Linked DNA regions of Mus musculus: regions 1 and 2 are each linked to region 3. The links are chromatin contacts, called in public Hi-C and HiChIP or PLAC-seq maps. All regions are on one chromosome and are shown on one strand. Each heading gives the region's core, a stretch centred on a gene start, on an enhancer-like site or on the middle of the called end of the contact. The rest is flanking DNA. Distances are from core to core; before and after follow the strand shown. Region 1 overlaps Ptprn2 (protein tyrosine phosphatase, receptor type, N polypeptide 2). Region 2 overlaps Ptprn2 (protein tyrosine phosphatase, receptor type, N polypeptide 2). Region 3 has its middle 8.5 kb from the start of Gm5441.

What was found. Hi-C and Micro-C count contacts between places; a contact is called where the count stands out from the background. HiChIP or PLAC-seq counts read pairs in DNA pulled down with a chosen protein or histone mark.
Region 1: a contact with region 3 is called in an H3K4me3 HiChIP or PLAC-seq map of embryonic basal ganglia, with 4 times the contacts expected there. The contact joins two enhancer-like sites. A contact is called at or near these places in 1 of 484 Hi-C or Micro-C datasets (embryonic stem cells), 4 of 115 datasets of contacts at active chromatin or transcription factors (differentiating embryonic stem cells, embryonic basal ganglia, embryonic forebrain and 1 more) and 1 of 9 other capture datasets (embryonic stem cells).
Region 2: a Hi-C map of cortical neurons shows a contact between it and region 3, with 1.6 times the contacts expected there. The contact joins two enhancer-like sites. A contact is called at or near these places in 3 of 484 Hi-C or Micro-C datasets (cortical neurons and neural stem cells), 5 of 115 datasets of contacts at active chromatin or transcription factors (astrocytes, embryonic basal ganglia, embryonic stem cells and 1 more) and 1 of 9 other capture datasets (embryonic stem cells).

What each region holds. Positions count from the first base shown.
Region 1 is chr12:116,905,137-116,908,960 of GRCm38.p6, forward strand. All of the region lies in intron 11 of Ptprn2 (protein tyrosine phosphatase, receptor type, N polypeptide 2), which reads left to right. Among named protein-coding and RNA genes, the nearest start is that of Gm31336, 150 kb to the left of the region's middle. Within about 2 kb of position 2,460, at least 36 of the 459 cell types and tissues checked have an H3K27ac peak or open chromatin away from gene starts, as enhancers often do. A contact at or near this core is called in embryonic basal ganglia, where this site is marked.
Region 2 is chr12:116,946,990-116,950,494 of GRCm38.p6, forward strand. All of the region lies in intron 11 of Ptprn2 (protein tyrosine phosphatase, receptor type, N polypeptide 2), which reads left to right. Among named protein-coding and RNA genes, the nearest start is that of Gm31336, 190 kb to the left of the region's middle. Within about 2 kb of position 1,427, at least 13 of the 459 cell types and tissues checked have an H3K27ac peak or open chromatin away from gene starts, as enhancers often do. A contact at or near this core is called in cortical neurons, where this site is marked.
Region 3 is chr12:117,343,634-117,347,454 of GRCm38.p6, forward strand. No RefSeq gene overlaps it. Among named protein-coding and RNA genes, the nearest start is that of Gm5441, 8.5 kb to the left of the region's middle. Within about 2 kb of position 1,813, at least 94 of the 459 cell types and tissues checked have an H3K27ac peak or open chromatin away from gene starts, as enhancers often do. A contact at or near this core is called in cortical neurons and embryonic basal ganglia, where this site is marked.

The sequences.
Region 1 (3,824 bases), core at 1,210-3,709, 440 kb before region 3:
ACCATAGGGTAGAGTTCAGAGATCTCAGTGTATGACAGCTAGCAGTGCAAGGGCGGGTTCAAGTCCAACACTGCTCTCCTCATTTGTACCTAAGGGGGTGTCTGTCATGGTTGGGACAGGAAGTGCTTAGTGATGTTTTTATAAAAAGATAAAGAGAGGGGGACGTATTCTATGGAGCTATAGTGAGGTATGGGGGAAGGGAATGCCTCTGCGGGCCCATGCTGAGGCATTCCTTCTCCCTGAGGGACCATCCACATGATGGTATAGTATAGAAGAGAGTTTAGTAAGGGCATGGGAGGGGAGTTAAAAGGATAGTAGAGGCAGAGAAAGGGGGAGAGAGAGAGAGAGAGAGAGAGAGAGAGAGAGAGAGAGAGAGAGAGAGAGAGAGAGGTAGAGAGAAAGGTAGAGAAGTAGAGGCTGGCCATGAGCACATGGAGAGAGAAGGGGGAAGGGAGTAGAGAGAGGGTAGGAGCAGGAAGGGAAGAGCAAGAGAGGAGCTAGAGAGCAAGGAGGGGGCAAGCAGCCCCTTTTATAGTGAGTCAGGCACACCTGTCTGTTGCCAGGTAACTGTGGGGCAGAGCTTAGACAGAATGCTAACAATTAGAGATAAACACACTGAAGAGAATAGAAAGTTGATTTTGCCCATGTTAATATTGGGGCTGGATCTGGGAGGAGACACAGTATCCCCCAAAGGCTCTGTGCAGAAGCTTAGTTTTCCTCTTCTGTTGGTAGTGGGAAACGGTGGAATCTTCATGAGCTGACCCTAGTGGAAGGAAGCTGGGCCAATCGCAAAACATCATTGAAAGTGACATTAGGACTCAGATCTCTTCCTCTTTTTATTTCCCAACTTCCTTGAAGTGAATAACCCCCTCTGCCATGTGCTCCTACCATGATGTACTGTGCTGCCACAGGCCCATAGCAGCAGACAAAACAACCTTACACCAACCCTGCTGAAACCGTGAGCCAAAATAGACCTGTCCTCCTCCTTAGTTGACTATCTGAGTGTCTCATTACAATCACAGAAAGCTGACTATTGCAGTTACAAGTGTAAACAGGGATGCAGAATGGAAAATCAGATTCTCCCCTGCAGGCGTGGGCTGATGTGTTAGGCAGGCTCTGCCCGAGGCAGTGTGCTGGCTAGTGTTTAATCAACTTGACACAGCTAGAATCCTTTGGGAAGAGAGACACTCAATTGAAAAAAACACTCCTTCCAGATTGGCCTGTGGGCAAGCCTAAGAAACATTTTCTTGATTAATGATTTATGTTGATGGATCCAGCCCACTGTGAATGGTGCCACTCCTGGGCAGGAGGTGCTGGATGGTATAAGAAAGCAGGCTAAGCAAGCCATGAGGAGCAAGCCAGTAAACAACTTCTTTGGATGGGAGACTACAAGCTATAAAATGAAATAAACTCTTTAAAAAAAAAAAAACAAAGTAGTACAAATTATCACTAGGATGGGCAGTGACTGTAAGACTTTGCCTGAATTCCTCCCCGACAACCTTAGGCTGCACATATATAAACAGTGTAGAATTGTGGTGTCAAAATACCACCAGGATAGGATGAAGATGGACAGGTAGAAGCAGATGGTGCTCTGTGGCCCCTTGATGGTTTGTGGATGTTAATTGGCTCTCTTTGAACATCTTTCTTGCTCTTTGCCAGCAATTGGTGTCTCCCCTTCACTCCCATGACCTTAAGGGCCTGGTGTGTGTGTGTGTGTGTGTGTGTGTGTGTGTGTGTGTGTGTGTGAGAGAGAGAGAGAGAGAGAGAGAGAGAGAGAGAGAGAGAGAGATACAGAGAGATAGAGAGACAAGGAGATATAGAGAGAAAGAGAGAGATAGAGAGACAGAGAGACAGAAACAGAGACAGAGAGACAGAGACTTGAGAATGCCTGATTGGAGAGTTCCTGGCAATGGCCATCATACAGTGACTAGAAGATGCTCCCAAGGGGCTGGGGCTGTGTCTGTGGAAGGGACCCTCATTAGCAACAGCAACTTCAAGGAGTTCTTACCTCACAGAGGCTCTCAGCAGAAACCTGCTCCTTCTTCACCTCACCCATCTTTAGCAGAGTCAAACCTGTCTTTTGTAGATTTGAGGTACCCCACCTGTGTCTTCACTGGTTGATCTTCATTTTCTGTTAATACACAAAGGGTGTGTCTGCTTTCTTTTATTCTCTTAGCTTAGTGATGATAGTGCCTTCACACCTAAGTGGGAGTAGCTTGTTCCAGAAACAGGGTCGAGCACTACAGAGTGACTTTGCATATCTAATAAGTGGCTTCAAGATAAGCTCTGGGGTGGGGGAAGATAAGGTATGAGCCTGTACACACCAGGTCAAGAAGGTCAAGATAAACATTCAGGGAGGAAGGCAGGGTGTGAGCCTATACACTAGGTCATCTTGCAGTTTCTCTCACAGGCCAGCTTAGCAGACTGACTCTGAACAGGAGGAAAGCAATGTCTGTCAAAAGCCTCCTTTGGGGAATTCTACAGATGCCAGTTCCCATGGCAACTAGATGAGGAGAAGGGAGAATAGGAAGCTTGCTCTGAAATCTGGCTTCAGCTTCAAGCCCCTCATCACGGGCTCTCACCCATGGCCTCAGCAGGGCCTGTGAGCACAGATGCCTGCTTGTGGTCTCATCTCCCACTGTCACTGAGCCATTGCCTGACTCTCTGATGCTTAAGGCCAGGCTATGTGGGGCCACCTCAGGCTAGAGAGGAGGTAGTTGATTCTGCATATATGGTTATCTAACTTTGAATGGCCCAACTCTGTAGTTTCTTCTTCTTAATCCTCTGATACCTAGCACCATCTCTTCATCTTAGGTATGGCTTGTGGGAAAGAGTGTATGCTAAATACAACTGTAGCAATGTTAACCCTCAGTACTGTGAGTGCTCACACAGAACAGGTCACATCAGCACACCTGGGGTTAACCGAAGGCAGGTCTTAGGGTTAAGAGGTAGAGACAGCTTTGGAAAAGTATGAGAACTGAGAACAGATGGTATGCACAAGGGCCACTGAGCATGAGGGACAGTGTAAGGGCGTTTGGCCCCTGAGATGAGATACTCGGAGAGTAGTCTAGGTGAACAATCCTGCCATAAACAGATGTGTTGAATATGCTCAAAGCCTGATACACTTTCTGAAGTTCTGTCTGCAAACTAGCCCACTGTTTCCTCCTGGGACAGGAATACACAGCGTAATGGCGTACTCTTGGATGATGGCTGACTTGCATAGTGAGGCTGGAATTCCACATAGCCCCAGAGCAAGGTCCAGGAAATTCAAGAGTATAGTGAGACAGTACAGGCCTATTGGACCCACAGGCAGGGACAACACTGTAGGTGGCTGCATTTTGAAGATGTCAGATGCAAATTGATCAATCGAACAAAAGGACTGCATGGGTGATAGTTCTAGCCCTGCCTGAGAGCTACCCAAACACAACATGGATGACTGTTGGACTTTAAGGACAACAGACCTTCCCTACTTTAGAGCTTGGGGTTTCCCCTTGTTCCTTTGCTGCGCCCCCCCCCCCCAGCCCTTTGTGCAGCTTCCCTCAGCCTAACTGCACTCCCTCGGCCTGGGCTACCTTCCTGAAACCCCTCTGCCAGAGTCCCATTCCTGTAGCCCCCTCAGCTGGGGTCCCTTTCTATAGCCCTTCCCCACCCCCTCAGCCCAGCTAGCAGGCTGTCTCCAAGCAGAGGGAAGCAGTGTCTGTAAAAAGCCTTCTTTAGGGAGTTCTGCAGATGCTGGTCTCCATGGCAACTAGATGTATCTCATGGACCAGGAACAGGGAAACTGGCCTCATTGTTCTCAGCCCTCTTTGATGTCCTCACTGTGG
Region 2 (3,505 bases), core at 177-2,676, 400 kb before region 3:
GACCACTTATAACAATGAAGTAAGTTGGGGTAAGTGAGATGCATATTTAAATGTTTTCCATGATAGAAAATACTAACAAGACTGAGAAGAGTGGTTCATAGGCAAAGAACTCCATCCCCAATAGCTAGAGATGCCTTCACAGATGATGGAAGCCTTCTGTATGGTCTGGTGGAGTGTAGGGGCCATAGCTCAGATTTTTTTCCTGTTTATCCAGTGCTGTGAACCCATGTGACCTATAGGCCCAAAGCAAACTAATCAGAAGGTAAGTGCTGGGGACTTTGGCTCTGCTGTGGAACCTTCTGGCCGAGTGGTCTCCTTACTGCCACTTACCATCAGTCTGAGAAGCTAGGTGAGTTGGACCCCAGGATCTGCTGCAGTGACTACCCTGAACCTAAGAGGAAGATGAGGACAGGTATGTGAGTCATGTCAAGTCATATGGCATAGAACAGAACCACGTCACAGACACATGAGCCACATCACGGCACACAAGCCATGTATTAGCGATGAGCCAGGTGGTGTGCCATGGTGTAAGCACAAGACATAGTAAAGGAAGTAAGCCATGTCCTAGACATGTGGGCCACATCACAGATAGTATGCCATGTCACAGACAGACAGGCATGCCATAGGACAGATACATGCCAGTTTTCCCCTCTGTGCCTGTCCACAGAAGCCTGGCTTTGCACTTCTTATGGAACCAGCATGAGTCCTGACTCATCGTCCTCGGGGCTTTCCCATCACTGACACGAATTAGACATCTCTCCCTCTGATTAAAGTGATCTGCACTAGACCAGGGAGGCAGGTCTCCCCACATCACAGGAAAAAGTGGAAACATGGGTACCCAAGATTCAAGGGTTCAGCACACAGTCTATGGGAGTCTGGGAGTGTCCCCTAAAACTGCCCCCCACCCAGGATAGGCCTGTTGTGGCACATGGTCAACCACACCACAGAATGGGTCTCTGAGATGTCCGAGAGGGGGCATAGGCCTTCCAGAGATGTTGATGACCTACAGTCTGACCAGAAAGTGCTTCTGACCCCCACTGAGCCACTCTTCAGGTTAGAGGACTCAGCATGTGAACATGCAAAACTGCAATTTCCATAGATGTAATAAACATGCTCTCTGTTGGTCAAGAAGGTGAAGCACTGAGGGGAGGCTTCTGTGGCCCCAACATGGTTTCACCTGTTTGGGGAAAGGTGCTTTCCTGTGTGAAGGGACCGCCCATTGTCACTGGGTTTAAAGGAAAACAAAGCTCTCTTTACTGTGTTAACTTTCCCTGGGAAGACAAAGAAACCCCAGAGGGGCACAAGACAAGACAAAAGGAAGAGTAAAAAAAAAAAAAAAAAAAAAATCCACCCAACTCTATCTTGGTGATTCAATGGGTTTAATTAGCATCAGCCACTTACAGGCAGCTACCCCACCCCCACCCCCACCCCCAAACACACACAGTGTCTTTCCAAGGGAGGAAAATATAGCTCACTGTAGCACTTGTAAAGCCCTAAATACAATTCCTAACATGAAAGCAAGATAGAGAAAGAAAAGAAGGAAGGAAGAAGGAAAGACACACACCACAGACGCGCACACACACACACACACACACACACACACACACACACACACACAGAGAGAGAGAGAGAGAGAGAGAGAGAGAGAGAGAGAGAGAAAGAGAAATAGCCTATCCCCCATCCTTCAGCATTATTCAGTCAGTACTGAGAGGTTCTCCTACTCCAATGTCATGATGACAGCAGTGAGCCTGCCATTCCTGGAGGATAGGAATATGAGGGCAAGCACACAGCACAGCACAGCACAGCACAGCTCAGCACAGCACAGCACAGCACAGCACAGCACAGCACAGCACAGCACAGCACAGCGGAAACCACCCCTGATAACCTGCTTGTTTGACTTTAGGGAAGAACAGCCAAGTGAAACCTCAAGTCCTGTAGGCCACCAAAAGCCAGCATCCCCAGGAGGTGACTTTTGCTAAAGCAATGTGTTCAGTCCAGTAGGTTAATCTGGTCACAGCTTTAACAATATCTTAAAAAAAACAAAAAGCAACCCTTGAGCTACACTGATCATATTCCAGGAGCTGACTTTTCTCTGAGCATTTGGGTTTATGTGGGTGGCTTTTTCCTGTCATGGCTAAAGCCATTAGCTTAGATGTGCACATTGAAGCAGAAACCCAAGGCTACGCCTACTATTCTTGACCAGAACTCTGGTTAAGACACATTCTGGCACAGACAGTAACCATTGGAGTTGGCCAATTTACTTTGTGTGGGGCATGTATGGAAGTGGGGGTGCTCCCAGCTATCTCTTATCTTCCGGGCCCTCCCATCTCTTTTTCTCTAAGTGAATGAAGATCCTCTTCCCTACTCCCTCCCTGCCTTCTTCCCCCTTGCTCCTTTTCTTGTCTTTCCTTTACTCCCAATTTCCTTTCCTTCATCCTTCTATTCCTCTCTCCATCCTCTACCCTCTTCTACCCTCTTCCACCCTCCTCCTCCCTTCTCCACACCCCCTTCCTTTTCTTCCTCTGGGCATCTGGCATGTTGTTTGAGCACTGCTGACTGAAGGGGCTGTGTAAGACTAGTCAGGCCAGTGAGAAGACTCTACCTCAGGTGTGCCTATGAGCTACGGCAACCCTGTAAACTGGGTAATGCCCATATTCCCTCCGGCCTGTCTCCTTCTCGCTTGAGGTGAATGGGGCCATGTGACAGTGTGGTCTCTGCCCCCACCCCCCACCCCTACTCTCTTATATCGGGTCTTAGGGACTGAGTATTTCACAGCTGCATAAGCTTGTGTCTGGCACCTCTGGCAGTCATGCCCTGGGCCCAGGGATGCTCTCTAGTCCCTGGACATGTTTAGAAATTGTCCTTGGGGCCCATGTGAAGTGTAAGATCTGCTGGGTTTTATGAAGTGTGCTTTGCAGTGGCATGACTGGGTTACTCATCCGAGGCCCCTCTGACCTTGTGTTAATGGATGGCTTTTCTCTGAAGTGAGACCTTGGCCATGTCTACCCTCAGTGGTATCTGTATGGAAGATTAGCCTGCATATTACCTCGCAGATAGAGGATGGCTCTACTAAGAAATAAAAAATTCCTTTCACAGCATCCTGGGAGGAGATGCAGACTTGACTGTGTTTAGCAAAAGTTTCCTAGACTGGGAAGAAATGAGGTTGGAGAGAGGCAGGATTTAGGGGAAAGACCTCAGAGGTATTGTAAGCTGGCAGGTGGCTGAGAGGGCAGCACAGGAACTTGGCATCAGAAGTCCTAGATGCTCTGTCTGCCAGCCCTTCCCTGACACTACAGTTGGATGCTTAGCACTCTGTGGCCCTGCTGTGACAAGAACGTGTCTCTGCAGCTTCTTAGGACTGGGACCTGAAGCTATACATGCCCCCTTTGTCTTCACCCAGATCTCAGAAACTGTCTGTGGGCCCTGGAAGAATAGGTGTATGATGACTACACAGAAGAGCTGGGACCAAAGAGACCTATAGATGCTGGACCCTTCTTCTAAGACT
Region 3 (3,821 bases), core at 563-3,062:
AGAAGAGGGCATCAGATCTCATTACGGGTGGTTGTGAGCCACCATGTGGTTGCTGGGATTTGAACTTCGGACCTTCGGAAGAGCAGTCGGGTGCTCTTACCCACTGAGCCATCTCACCAGCCCTTGTTTTACATTCTTATTAGCTGTGGATAAGGGTGCAATCCTGTCCTGTTGTTATGGCAATGACCGTTCTGATAGACAGGAGATGTAATCTCTGTGTTCACTTGGTTTGTATTACCCTGATGGATACTGATTCTGTGAGCATTTGTGGGTTGGTTTTTTTTTTTTTTTTGTATACTTATTAGCCACTTATATTTTTTTATTTTGAGAAGTGTCTATTCAATTCAATCACCTGCTTATTGACTGGATAAGGGGAAGAGAGTTTGGTTTTAATTTTAAAAATGATTTATACAGTCTGGATATTTAATTTCTGGTCACATGGATAACTGGAAAAGGCTTTTTTTTAAGTTTGTTTGTTAAGTAAATAAATCATTTATTTTTATGTGTTCTGGTGTTTTGCCTGCGTGTATGTCTGTGCACCACCTGTGAGTGCCTGGTGCTTGCGGAGGTCAGAAGATCCCCTAGAACTGGAGTTAAAGACAGTTGGCAGCTACTGGGCATTGAAAGCAGGCCCTCTGCAAGAGCAGCCAGTGCTCCTGCCTGCTGAGCCATCTCTCCAGCTCTCTTTTAGCTTTGATGTTCTCCCCCATCCGCTCAGGTGTGGGAAGCATGTATGTGCACATATGGAACCCAGATGTTGGCTCTCCTGCCTTCCCCAGTAACTTATTTTTTGAGACATGGTCTCTCACTGATCCCAGAGGTCACTGTTTTCGTAGACTGGCTGGCCAGTGAGCCCCTGGGATATACCAGTTCCTACTCCAGTACTGGAGGTACAGTCTCACATCCCACACCCAGCGCCTGTGTGCATTTTACCCTCTGAACATCTCTCCAGAGCAAACCAAAGACGTTCCCAAATTGTGTTGGCTGCCTCTTCACGATGCAAAAATCCTGCCAATAGTTCTGAGCAAGCTGTACCACAGCAACACTGCTACCCATCCTGGAGCCCAGAGCTGCTCCACAGGGCACATGGAATGATCAATAGGCATTGAGACTTCCTCCTGACATCCACGCTCATGGACATACACTCTGGATGCTGGAAAGAGAAAGGGTAGGGGACAGAGCTTCTGTCCTCTGACCCGTGACCTCAGGGCAGTGGGGTAGCATCAAAGCCACTATGCTGACAGTGACCCTGCAATGCAGGCCCTCTCTTGCCCTCGCTGTTGCGGGCTTCTGTGCACAAAGATGGCTGGAACCGGGTTGGGGGGGGGAGTGCGGGGAGAGCTATAAATGAGGGAGAGAGAGAGAGAGAGAGAGAGAGAGAGAGAGAGAGAGAGAATGGATGAACCTGAGACCTGGCCTTCAGTGCTTGCACTGTGCCCACAGGAGGAGGCCATGCACTTAGAAAATGTCATGTCTAGTGTTTGTATAAAATGTCATGTTAGTGTTTATATTCCATTTCTCCTCTCAGCACAAAAAGAGAGAGAAAAGCGAGCATGCCCCACAGGGTCACAGGACCAGAGAAAATCCTGCAAGGCCCTCAGCACAAATAGCAGAGCTTGGCCCAGGCCCTTTGCATGAAAATCAGCACCCATCTCAGCAGAAGCCACTGCCAGGGGCAACTGGGGCTTGGACAGCGCTCCGTCAGATTTAAAACTGATTTTTTTTTCTTAAGAAACCAGAAGAAAAGGGGGTGCTTTGAGCTCATCTGCATTACAGATCAGGTCTCTCCGAGAGAATCAGCCATCCATAATTCATTACATGTTTCCTGCCGGGGATGGAGACAGCCTGATCCTAGCAACAGAGTCATAGCAACAGGAGCTGAAGCAGAGCTGCTCCGCCCACCAGGGGGAGGAGAGGAAGGGGAGAGGTGCGCGGCTTCTTGCTCCTCAGGAGGGCTGGCAAAGTTCACCGGGTTATAAAGGAAGATGGAGGCTGAGAGTGGAGGTGGGTTTGAGAAAACTGGGAAAGGCGTGGGTGGGAGACTGAGGGAAAGCATATGAATTTGAGTTGCATAAACTCTAGCTAAGAAGGTAAGAAGCTAGTAAGTAGCGTTTGGAAAGAGCCCTGCCAGCTGCCACACTGCCTGGCGCCCATCGGTATACAGACGGGGGTCACTAAAAGACCACATCACTGTCAATTGTTACAAGAACTGCATAATTCGAGGAGTGCCTGACAGCTAGTGTGAGGGAGTCCGTGGCACTAGAGTGAACATAGTGGAAACGGCGCCCTCGGTCCTCACTTGTTTCATCTGAAGAGTCACCATCTGGAATGAGACTTGCGGTGCGCTCTAGACATACCTGCTGTTTGACCCCCTTGCTATCAAATGGAAAATCCCCTGAACTCTGACCACTTGATCTTGGGATCTGTGGCTCTATGAGGAGAATGTGTTTCTTCTATATTCGGCACAGTCAAGGATGCTGGAAGAGCCACTGGAAACTTCCAAAGTGATGTGGGAAACACCATTGATGGTATATATGGAAGACATTATCAGAGCAACTGACAGCCATGAGCTGTGTGAAAGCCACCACCAGAGCCACTGAAACCTGAGAAGCCACATGAGGGACACCTCTGGGGTTACAGGAACCCTCAAAGCTGTCAGTGCTTGGTCAGTAGAGAATGTGAGCCTTGCCACACCTATGTCTGGACTCAAGCCAGGGTCTTCTGAAATAAGAGCTAGTGCTCTTAACAGCTAAGCTAAGCTCTCTCTGGCTCCCAAACCTTGCTTTTGAAGGCCTCATTTTATTTTATTTTATTAGCCTTTAAAAAGGGTCCTTGTCACAGCAGTTGCCACGCAGTCCCCAACTTTTTGATGGAGCCATGGTTAGATGTACAGCATTTAGTCACCTACATTGTTCTCTAGAAAGTATGACTACTCACAATGCAACAGTGGACTCCAAGCCACTGAGACCAGCATAGAGCTCTCAAACATCACACACATCACTCTTGCCTTTAGCTTGAGGGTGGTCCGCTGACATATGACAACTACAGGCACACTTCTGGTGACAGTATCTCTGCCAGGTGAAGAGAATGCCACCTCGCTTTGCATTCCTTCATTTTCTTCACAGCACACGCCCTCCAGAGTAGCATGCTGGCTGCTGGGGCTCTGGGGATGCGGCACTGATCTAGAAAGAAGAGTTCATGATTTTCTCTGTGTCTGCCCAGATCCTGAGTGAACACCATCCCGCCTTTGTGCTGCCTTCACAGCCACACGAAGATGAAAGTGTCTTAGGATATACCCTGGAGCTATGCCAAACTGCTGGATTGAAGGTTATCAGTGCCCTGGAAAGCTCCCAGTGCAAATGGAAAACTGTGATACCCTGCAATCCCTCCTCCCGCTGTACCCCTAAAGCCAAGAGGGGTTCTGAGCAGCACAATGCTCAGACCAGACCAGTGTAGGAGAGATTCCTCCCATCAACATCCTCAAAACTATCTCAGCTGAAACTCTAGTGGGATTTTTTTTTTCTGTTTGAAATGATGGTTTCCCTGAGGTCAAGTGGAAAAGCCATCTTCAGAAACAGGTCTATTTAGATCCACTCATATTCTACAGAATTCATGTGGTCTCTTCAAAGCATCCCAGGCTCAGTGCACAAACACTGCTGTGACCACTACTGACCCCTGTGGCGGCGGCTGCTGGCTGCTGCTGCTGCTGCGTAATCAGGGACATCAGCAAAGTGAGAGAGCAGGGTGAACTGTGACCTTGTATTAAAATGACCCAATGGCTCCTCATGTGGATGTGGTGACACTTTGCCTTGAAGAGTGGA